Regions from separate parts of the Macaca mulatta genome. Here region 2 is linked to region 1. Evidence: chromatin contacts called from public Hi-C data. All regions are on one chromosome and are shown on one strand. Each heading gives the region's core, a stretch centred on a gene start, on an enhancer-like site or on the middle of the called end of the contact. The rest is flanking DNA. Distances are from core to core; before and after follow the strand shown.

Region 1 (4,968 bases), core at 641-3,140:
TATCTCCTCCTTCTTCCTCATTCTATCCACAGCTTTTCAGTCATGTGCAAAACTATGACACGCTTCTTTGCTTTCACTGTTCCCAAATCTTAAACTTCTTTACTGTTCTGACACCTGTACAACTCCTACTTACTTTCCAAGATGAAACAAAATTATTTAATCTCCAAAACTATGTTTTGCCTCAAGGAGCATTTAGTTGCTTCTTTCAAAGTACAAGCATCTCAAGTACATGTTGTATTTATTCACTGCTGGCTCCCCTATTAGATTAAGGATTCCTTAAGGACATCCTTAAGGATGACAGTCATTTCTGTATCACCAGTACTAACACAAAAAGTATAGAACTCGATACATGTGTCAAATAAATAAACACATAAATTTTACAAATCAATGAAAATATTGTTTCATATGATTTCACCTTCTTAAACTTTCCATGTTTCAATTTTTTTAAATTGACTTTTTTGCTGGTGCTTTTTTGGTGCTTACTTTGGATTAATACTAGAATCATTTTAAATTTTGCACCAAGTGACTACAAAGTTAGATGTCCATGTCAAAAGAAAATTTATTGACTTCATTATTAGAATATGAAGTGTTTTTGTTTTTTTGGTTTTTTTGTTTGTTTTTTTGCTTTAAAACTTTGCTTAAAATATCTAAGGATGCCAGGTATTAACTCTGAAAAAAATGTATAATTATTTATAAAACAGATCCCATAGAAGCAACTGAACAGCTGTGGAAAGATTTGGCACATTACTTTGCCAGCCTGAATTTAATGACCTACATGTGAAGGGCTACATATCCAATTACTAATCCTCCCTGAGCTACTCTTTGCCCTGATATGGAGGCAGCTGAAAAAAGATGCCCTACTAACAGATCAGAAGTGGATCCAGACTTTTTTGCTAGTGCTTAGTTAACAAAGATCTTTTAGGTTTGAGATGAGGAAGAAACAGAAGAGGCACTCACAACAGTGTTATAGCTGACATAGTGTTTCAAGTAAAATTTAAGGGCTTATGGCAAGACTGTAGTTTTGTAACTAAAGTCAAAGAAATTTCGGCTCTTTTAGAGAACCTCAAATTCTGGATTTAATTTTCTATTCATTGAAGCTTTTAAACATGTTCAAATACCTTCAAGCATCAAGGATAATTTACTTCAAAATTATTTCTATATGAGAAGCCAGTCTTCTATTCAAAGATGCAAACCTCATTCTTATCTTCAAATTCTGCAATAATCACCTATTAGAAGTAGAGGGGAAAAAACTAAATAGAAAACGACAATCTATGGGATTGTGTTTCATTTCTCTCTCAGTTGACATGGTCTATATATAGCAAAAAGATTATATAAGGTCAAGTATTATAAACAATGAAATGTCATCTGATGTTCTGCAAAACAGCATAGGAAAAATAGCTCAAGGAATGAATAAAGAGTAAAGTTATGACTGTTTTACTTCAGCCATAAAAAAGCCTTACAGATTCTAAATTTAAATGCATTTTATTGTGAATCTGACTCACTTTTCGAATTTAATTTTCTACTTGAGCTATGTAAAATCATGTGATATGGTAATTTGCTGTATAAATTAAAAATAATATAGGCAAGAGATGCGTTTCATTTTGAACACAGACAAATTACAAGCCTTTCTTCGTTATTTTGCGTTTTTAACGGTGGGACTATCTTAATTCCTCCATCCAATACTCACAAGAATATATGAATGAATAAATACATGTCTGCAGGTACACACTTACTTCTTGAACGTGAAAAAACAGACATCACTGTAACTACCTCTCGCTCCCAAAACCCTAACTCCACACCCCGCCCCGCATAAACCCCTCCCCTTTCTCCCATTGCGGGTTCTAAATTGGCGCAGTTCGATGACGTAAGACGCAGCCGCCGTAGCCTCCACTGTGTAACTACCGCCCCTGCCTCTGGGAATTGAAGTTTCTGTGGAAGGAAGCGTGAGCGGTAACCAGGCCAACCTAGAAAGGCTTTCTTTCTGAGATTTCACTTCCCTATCAACTCCTCATCTCGGTAAGTGTCCTGCACTGGCTGGCGCTCCCCCGCACTATGATATTATTTGGGCGCATAGGGGTGCGTGCCATGCAGCCCCCGACTACCAACAAGGGCTTCCGGGGTAGAGGGGAGCAGTGGTGTGGAAGTGGTCCTGCTGCGCTGTTGCCGAAGGAAATGACGTCATTGATAGGCGCCTCCCGCGGCCTACCCAGCTGCTTCCTGGTTCGCCAGCAGCAGCTTAATCCCGCCTCTGAAATGCGTTCGCTGGCTGGGAGCGTAGAAGGGAGAGTGGGCGAGGCTCCGCCCCTGTGGTTGTGCGCTCTTCGTCGGCGTGTGTTTTGGGGTTGCCATCGGCCCGTAGTATGTTAAAAGTGAGTTTGCAAAGAATGAGAGGGAAATCTGTACTCTAAAGGGCCGGAAAGCGTGTTACGACCCTGCCACTTCGTGGCCAGAGACCGTGGGCGTTACCTCTTTAAAGGTGCCTTACCTCATTTTTCCTGCGAAGGGCTGACGTGACTGAACCCTCTGAAATGTAGAAAGCCCGAGGGGAAATTGCTGCAGGTGCTGTGAGCTGAGGACGGTTTTAAAAAGATCGAAGTGTTACTTGATTTCACTGAACTACTTTAAATTTTGGGAATTTTTCTAGAGATATAAAGAGGATGGCGACACATTACTTGTCACTTTATGAATCTCCTCTGCCCCTTGCATTCCCAACCCTCTGCTCAAAAGGCTTGACAACTGAAGTGAACAAAGGGCTTTTCGCTGCTCCACGTTTAGCCAGCGTGTCTTTAAAAAGGGCATTCCTGACCAGGCGCGGTGACTCACGCCTGTAATCCCCGCACTTTGGGAGGGTAAGGCGTGTTGTAGATCACCTGAGGTCAGGAGTTCGGGACCAGCCTGACCAACATGGTGAAACCCCGTCTCTACTAAAAATACAAAATTAGCCGGGCGTGGTGGCGCATGCCAGTAATCCCGGCTAAGGAATCTGAGGCAGGAAAACTGCTTGAACCCGGAAGGCAGAGGTTGCAATGAGCCGAGATTTTGCCACTGCACTCCAGCCTGGGCGACCTAGCGAGACTGGGTCTCAAAAAAAAAAAAAAAGAAAAAAAAAAAAAAGGACATTCTTTTGCTATTGCTGTCAAGTCATTAATTCTAATCTGCATTATTCCCACATTCGTTGAGATTTTTCTGAAAGGGAGACTGTCATAAATTACGACGAATATTTATTTTATCCCAATCCATAAATTAATGCCGTTTTAAAAAACTTTTTTATTTCTTTTGGTGCTCATTGATTTAGGATGTATCCTCCTTGCCTTAAGCTGTGCTAAGATATGTAAATACAATGTAAGATAGTTTGTAAGCCCACCTGATAACCTATATCTGCAAATGAACCCTACAGATTTTTAAAATTTTATGCAAAAGTAAAATTTCACACACACACACACACACACACACACACACACACACACACACACACACACACATAGGAGGCGAAGTCTTGCTCTGTTGCCCTAGCTGGAGTGCAGTGATGCGATCTTGGCTCACTGAAACCTCTGCCTCCCAGGTTCAAGGGATTCTTCTGCCTCAGCCTCCCGAGTAGCTGGGATTAGACAGGCGTCCACCACCACGCTTGGCTAATTTTTGTATTTTTAGTAGAGACGAGATTTTGCCATGTTGGTTTCGAACTCCTGACCTCAGGTGATCCGCCCACCTCGACCTCCCAAAGTGTTGGGATTACACGCATGAGCCACTGCGCCCGACCTCACACAAATATTTTTATAGTTACTGTAAAATACATTCTTGAACATTTGTTGAACTTGGTTGAATGAATGAAAATGTACGATGAGCATCACTGCATGTGAGAAAGGAATGAACAACTGCCACAGAATTTTATAAATTATTGCCCAAACTAAAACGATTAGAAAGCAAGTATACCTAATAAAATGCTATGTTTTGCTTAACATTCAATCTGAACACGCTGGTACATAGTGCAGTGTAGATATACATTATACTTATTGTATAGTGTAGACAGTGCGAGTTGGTAGATATCTTTGTAAAGTATACTATAAGGAATAATTTATAAGATATCAAGCTGGCATCATTTTTGTTGCATTCCATTTGTCTCAGTGCACCTGGCTTGTTTAAAGCCTAAAAACTTCACTTAGTACAGTGTGTTTTCTTAATTAGGAATAGTTTTTAAAAAGATGATGGTGATGATGATGGTGATGATGAAGATGAGGATGTTGACCAGCTCATCACCTTTCCTTGTATTTGGGAGACTGAAACATTGCTGTACTATGACAGGTCAAATTAAATTTAACTGCAGACTTCTTGGATAGGAAAAGCAAATGCTCCCCCTGGTGTACATAAACTGTAAAACATTAATTGCTTTTTAAAAAGTCTTCACGTAAGCCAGGCCTGGTGATTTTTGTCTGTAATCCCAGCACTTCAGGAGGCCGAGGCGGGCGGATCACGAGGTCAGGAGTTCGAGACCAGCCTGACCAACGTGGTTAAACCCCCTTCTCTACTAAAAATACAAAAATTAGCCAGGCATGGTGGTGCGCGCCTGGAATCCCAGCTACGCAGAAGGCTGAGGCAGTGGAATCGCCTGAACCCGGGAGGCGGAAGTTGCAGTGAGCCGAGATCAGGCCACTGCACTCCAGGGTCAGGAGTTCGAGACCAGCCTGACCAACGTGGTGAAACCCCTTCTGTACTAAAAATACAAAAATTAGTCACGCATGGTGGCGCGCCCTTGGAATCCCAGCTAGTCAGAAGGCTGAGGCGGTGGAATCGCCTGAACCCGGGAGGCGGAAGTTGCAGTGAGCCGAGATAGGGCCACTGCACTCCAGCCTGGGCCACAGAGCGAGACTCTGTCTCAAAAAAAAAAAAAAAAAAAAAAAAAAATCTTCACATAGAAGTAATCAACATGTGCAGTTTTTGAATAAAATAGAGAACTGAAAATAATGCCAC
Region 2 (5,222 bases), core at 2,059-4,558, 320 kb before region 1:
GCTTCCCCATGTGAAGCTTGGGTTCAGTACTATCCTATTACTACTAGCCATCTTCATACTGAGTGAAGCAAACTGAAAGGGAATTCATAATCTTTTTTCTTATCTGAACAGAAAAACTAATGAAAATCAACAATACCTATTTTAATTTTCATTCAACAGCTGAAAAACCATGTCTGTTGACCACATTGGACTATTGCCTAGTTAAAATCCATAAAATACCCTATAAACCAATGAAAAGAAAGTAATCTGGCAATAATTTCCAACATTTTAAATTCTAATTTCTAGTTACAAAGAAAAAGGATAGAATGAGGCTTTTCAAGGAATTCTTGTTCATCCCTTCAATAATTTGGCAGGCAAAACAGTCCTAGAATTCAGCTTCCTTTTTGGTTTTATTACTATTAAATAGATAACTTTCATATAAATGGAAACACTTTTCCTCAAAACATTAATTCAAAACATACTCCTTATATTAAGGATTATAGTACCACATTTTTTGTAAATTCCCTATGTGTAACTTTTTCCTGTTGGTATGTGATTTTTTTTATTTAATATGACTATCTGCTGGTGTTGGGGCCAATAGATTTGTGAATATTCTGTGGATGTGTCTATGTACAGGTGTATATATATATTTTTTTCCAGCTAATACCTCAAATGTGTGATTGTTTAATATATACCACACTATGTTTGCACAGTGCAGGGCTTCCATTAGCAGTGGATATTTTTATTTCTAACTTTGAAAATCAGTCAACACAATTTCATTGGTGTGACTTCTTTCTGTTGCTCTTTTTCATATTTTAATGCAGAGATTCCTATTATAAGGTCCATGCTTCAAACATAATTATATCTTTCTATATCCAGCCATCTGGAAATATATAGGGTTAAGAAGTATTTCTTGAAATGTCCTTGTTTAGTAAGTTAGTAAAAACTGGGATGACTAGTTGCCAAGATGTCTTGTAACTGCATAGCAGATGACACCTGGCATGGCAAGCCTCATTCACTTCAGCACAAGACTGTACATTTCAATCTGATATTCTACTTTGCCATTTAAGTACACAATTAAAATCAGAGATTTTCAGTGACATTGGAGTATTGTAATTATTAGTTTCAAAAAGAATTATTTTGAATAGGATGATTAAACCAGTGAGAAGAAAGAAACACACATAAATGATATTTTGCAGTTTATCTGTATTAAGAAATGCTTCTTGCCAATTTCTGGTTTTGGTTTTTGGATTGCTGCATAAGACTTTCTTTCCATTTACTTTATGTATTTTTAAAAGCTGCAGGTAATTTTTAAGGTTTGATGGAATTATAATGGAAGCCTTGTATAAGTTAAATGAAACTAGTAAAGGAGAGCTTACTTTGTCTATAATGCATTCAGGATTATAAATTAGATTTTAAAATGAAATGTCTGATTTGTAAAATATTTAATGTTATATCAGACTTAAATAAAATTTTCTGTGAGAACGCAAAGTAAATGCATTTGATTTTTAATGAATGTTCTGAATGAAATATGAATTTTTGTCTTTCAGTCTCTGTAGTTTATCTCAATATATTAATAAAAAGGTCTGTTCTCACTGTAAAATGTTTGTTTTTATCATGTTTTATACTCTTAATATGGCCACTCTTTCATTCATTCAACTAGGCAACAAGTGTATCAATGCTTGCTATATCCCAGGCAGTGAGCTGGGTGCTGGGAATCAATCATTGAATAAGAAAGACAAAAACCTTAGAGTTTCCATCTAGCAAAGAAAATAAATATCAAGTAAATAATTATAATTATGATAAATTCTACAAAGAAAATTACAGGGCACAATGAAAGCATTTATCTAGAAGGCCTAAACTATTCAGTGAGGGTCAGGAAAGGCTTCTCTGAGAGTGAGTTTAAGCTGAAAGGCAAAAGAAGAGATTAGTAGGATTAAGGTATGCTAGAGAAATATCTCAGGCAGAATGTGCTAAGTTGGTAAAGTGATAAAAATCTTTATGGAAGTGGAAACAAACTTGTATGATCATAGCATAAGGAATCCAGGGTAGGTGAGAGAATCAATATAGGGGCCAGATCCCCATAAGAACGATATATAAACCATGATGCTGATATTGAACTTTATAATAAAGTTGATTTTCAAGAAAGGAGTTAAATGATCCGATTTGGGTTTTTAGAACATCATTTTTGTTGCTCTATGGAGACTGGAGGGCAAAAGAGAATGTAAGAAGAATAGGAGGTTATTGTCAAGAGAGAGATGATCATGGCTTGCACTAGGGTACGAACATAGATAGGTGACTAGTTTTCAAAGATAGGAGGTAGAATCAACAGAACTCTGATTAGATTTGTGACATGCAAGCAGCAATTAAAAACCAGGCTAAAATTTTCTGAAAATTTGGCTATGAAAGGGAGTAGAGGAAAAACAGGGTGGTAGCTGAAAGAGGATGTGATTTCTAAAGAAGCTTTTCTTTTGAGCATCTCGCTCTGTCACTCAAGCTGGAGTTCAGTGGGGCGATCACCACTCAATGCAGCCTCAAACCCTGGGCTGAAGGGATCCTCATGCCTCAGCTTCCGGAGTACCTGGCGCACGCCACGTAAGGCTAATTCTTTATTGTTGTTATTATTATTAGTAGTAGTAGTAGTAGTAGAGATGGGGTTCTATCTTGCCAGGCTGGTGTGGAACTCCTGGGCTCAAAGGATCGTCCCGCCTCGGACTCCCAAAGTGCTGGGATTACAGGCGTCAGTCACCGCACCCGGCAAGGCTTTTTTTTTTTTTTTTTTTTTTTTTTCCAATTATTATTTATTATATGAGACCTTACTAATTTTTAAAAATTCTGATGTAAAAGGGAACATAGAAAGTACCCGTAATCCCGTGTCTGCATGTTAAAAGTAGACGCTTGAAGTGCTCCAGAAAACCCATGGCTCCTCCCCATTCAATCTAGATAAGGCCTTGAGTAAAGAGCACCCATGGGGAAGTCACAAGAACCTAGGAAACAAGTCAGAAACCTGTGGACCTGATACTTCCAATCACAGGCAATCTGTTGCTTGCTCTTCAGCTCATCACACCATCCCCTCAAATTACTTCATCTACAAGAAAAGGTTTTAAGATAACGGACCCTGAAAAACTAATGACATTTATACACCCTCTCTGCACAAGAATGTCTTGTAACACATAACCTTGCTTGCATTTTCTGGGGTCCTCAGGGTCCAGCGATCTCGTACAAATCCTCTACCCCACAGCTGACGTCCCTCGGCCCGTGACACAAGGCGCAGGCGCAAGACGCGGCCCGCGGTGGGCGGGGGAGGGGCGGGGCGCGTCGGGCGGCCGCGCCCTCGAAGCTTCCGCCAGGCCCTTCCGGAAATCCAGTATCGTGGGGCGACGGCGTAGAAAGTGCTTCCCGGAGCGCCGAAGAGGTCATCAATCATGTGACGGTGGCTTGAGGAGGAACCTGTCTTTAAAGCTGTCCCTGAAGTGACAACGGAGAGAACCAGGCAACCCAGAAACCCCAGGTAACTGGCGCTACTTTGCCTGGTTTGAGGCCTAGTCCCGGAGGTGGCGCGGGTGGTGAGACTAAACAGAAGGAGAGGGCCCCCTCTTCTTTTGTTTGGGCCTAGCTCTTTGGGGTGGAGGGGCAGGGATGGGGTGGGCTGAGGCAAGGCGTGCCAGCTGAGTACCCGTGGGGGTGTTGGGGCACTCCGACTCCCACTGGGCTCGCTGGGCCAAGCCCTAGAACCGCGGGGGTTTTGCCGGGTTCTGACCAGGGCTGATCTTGCTTATTAAGTTGGGGGTGGGGAGGACGAGGAAGCCAAAGAGGTAAGAGTCACCGGGAGTTTCTCTTCCAGGCGTGGAGATTGATCCTGCGAGAGAAAGGGGTTCATCATGGCGGATGTGAGTGACACCCCCACATAAGAGGAAGGGAGAGTGGGGAATTTGGAGGGGAATACTGAGCGGGGAGAGGTAGAAGATCCTCCCATCCCCACCCATCCCAGTTAATTATTTTCTCTTGTATGTGAAATGGGAGACTAATATGAATGAATTTGCAGGATCCTGAGTTTCTGCCTCGAATGGGGGTGGAGGACACTAAGGTGCTTGAGACTGAGAAAATTATATTCTCCCTCCTCACCAATCCAGCTGGGGTATAAGAGAGGCTCTGTGTATTTACCATTTGAAATTCTGAATGATGGTTCGCTGCTTTTCCTGTCAGAATTTGGTCAGTAGGACATGTACCCAGAATACTTTTTTCCAGTAAGTGGTAACAATATCTTATTAGGTTTATTGTGGCAATTTACGATGATTTCTAACCCATGCCTCTTTAGAAACATAACATGAAATAAAATGAGGGGTGTGTGTGTGTGTGTAGGATGAGAGCAAAAATAAGCCAATAGTCATAACATGAAATAAAATGATCATTCGGGTTTGGAGAATAGTAAGTGTTGGAGGCTCAAAACAACAGATACCTGATTAATCCATGCGAGGTCAAAATTGATACCTCAAGTGTCAGTGAAATTCCTGGGATGAGAGAGTGTAATGAGACAAAATAAGATAATCTTCTGGCCGGTGAGGTGGCTTCGTCTGTAATCTCAGCATTTTGGGATGCCGAGATGGAAGGATCACTTGAGGCTGGGAGTTCAAGATCAGCCTGGGCAACGTAGCAAGACCCCGTTATACAAAAAGAAATTTAAAAACCAGGCGCATTGATAACCCTGTAGTCCCAGCTATGCTGGAAGTGAGGCGGAAGGATTGCTTGAGCCCAGAACTTGGAAGTTGCAGTGAGCCCCAGCTTAGAAAAATAAAATAGTCTTATATTTCTTTAGTCTTAACTGTGTTTAGTGTTAAACACTTGACACACTTCGCCATTTATCTTATATTCTGTAAGTCTGGGCTGGGCGTGGTGGCTCACGTCTGTAATCCCAGCACTGTGGGAAGCCAAGGCGGGTGGATCACCTGAGGTCAGGAGTTCGAGACCAGCCTGGCCTACATGGTGAAACCATATCTCTACTAAAAATACAAAAAAATAAGCTGGGACGTGGTGGTGGGTGCTTATAATGCCAGTTACTCGGAGGTTGAGGCAGGAGAATCGCTTGAACCTGGGAAGCAGAGGTTGCAGTGAGCCGAGATTGCGCCATTGCACTCCAGCCTGGACAGCAAGAGCAAAACTCCCTCTCAAAAACAAAAAAAAAGACTGTTGCCTCACATAGTCATATATAATTTATTTTAGGTCCTTAAACAGAATATTTTAAT

The links. Hi-C and Micro-C count contacts between places; a contact is called where the count stands out from the background.
Region 2: a contact with region 1 is called in a Hi-C map of fetal cortical plate, with 3 times the contacts expected there. The contact joins the promoter of LAMTOR3 here to the promoter of TRMT10A in region 1. A contact is called at or near these places in 3 of 14 Hi-C or Micro-C datasets (CD4 T cells, fetal cortex germinal zone and fetal cortical plate).

Annotation. Positions count from the first base shown.
Region 1 is chr5:108,892,783-108,897,750 of T2T-MMU8v2.0, reverse strand. It overlaps TRMT10A (tRNA methyltransferase 10A), which reads left to right and starts at 1,890. Exons shown (of 8, transcript XM_015138874.3): 1 at 1,890-2,016. MIR7190 (microRNA mir-7190) reads left to right here and starts at 2,261; the gene lies at 2,261-2,332.
Region 2 is chr5:109,211,471-109,216,692 of T2T-MMU8v2.0, reverse strand. It overlaps LAMTOR3 (late endosomal/lysosomal adaptor, MAPK and MTOR activator 3), which reads left to right and starts at 3,308. Exons shown (of 7, transcript NM_001257535.1): 1 at 3,308-3,490; 2 at 3,824-3,869. The coding sequence starts at 3,861. LOC144340815 reads right to left here and starts at 3,406. Exons shown (of 4, transcript XM_078002026.1): 1 at 3,158-3,406. The coding sequence starts at 3,406. DNAJB14 (DnaJ heat shock protein family (Hsp40) member B14) reads left to right here. Exons shown (of 7, transcript XM_015138877.3): 7 at 1-1,582.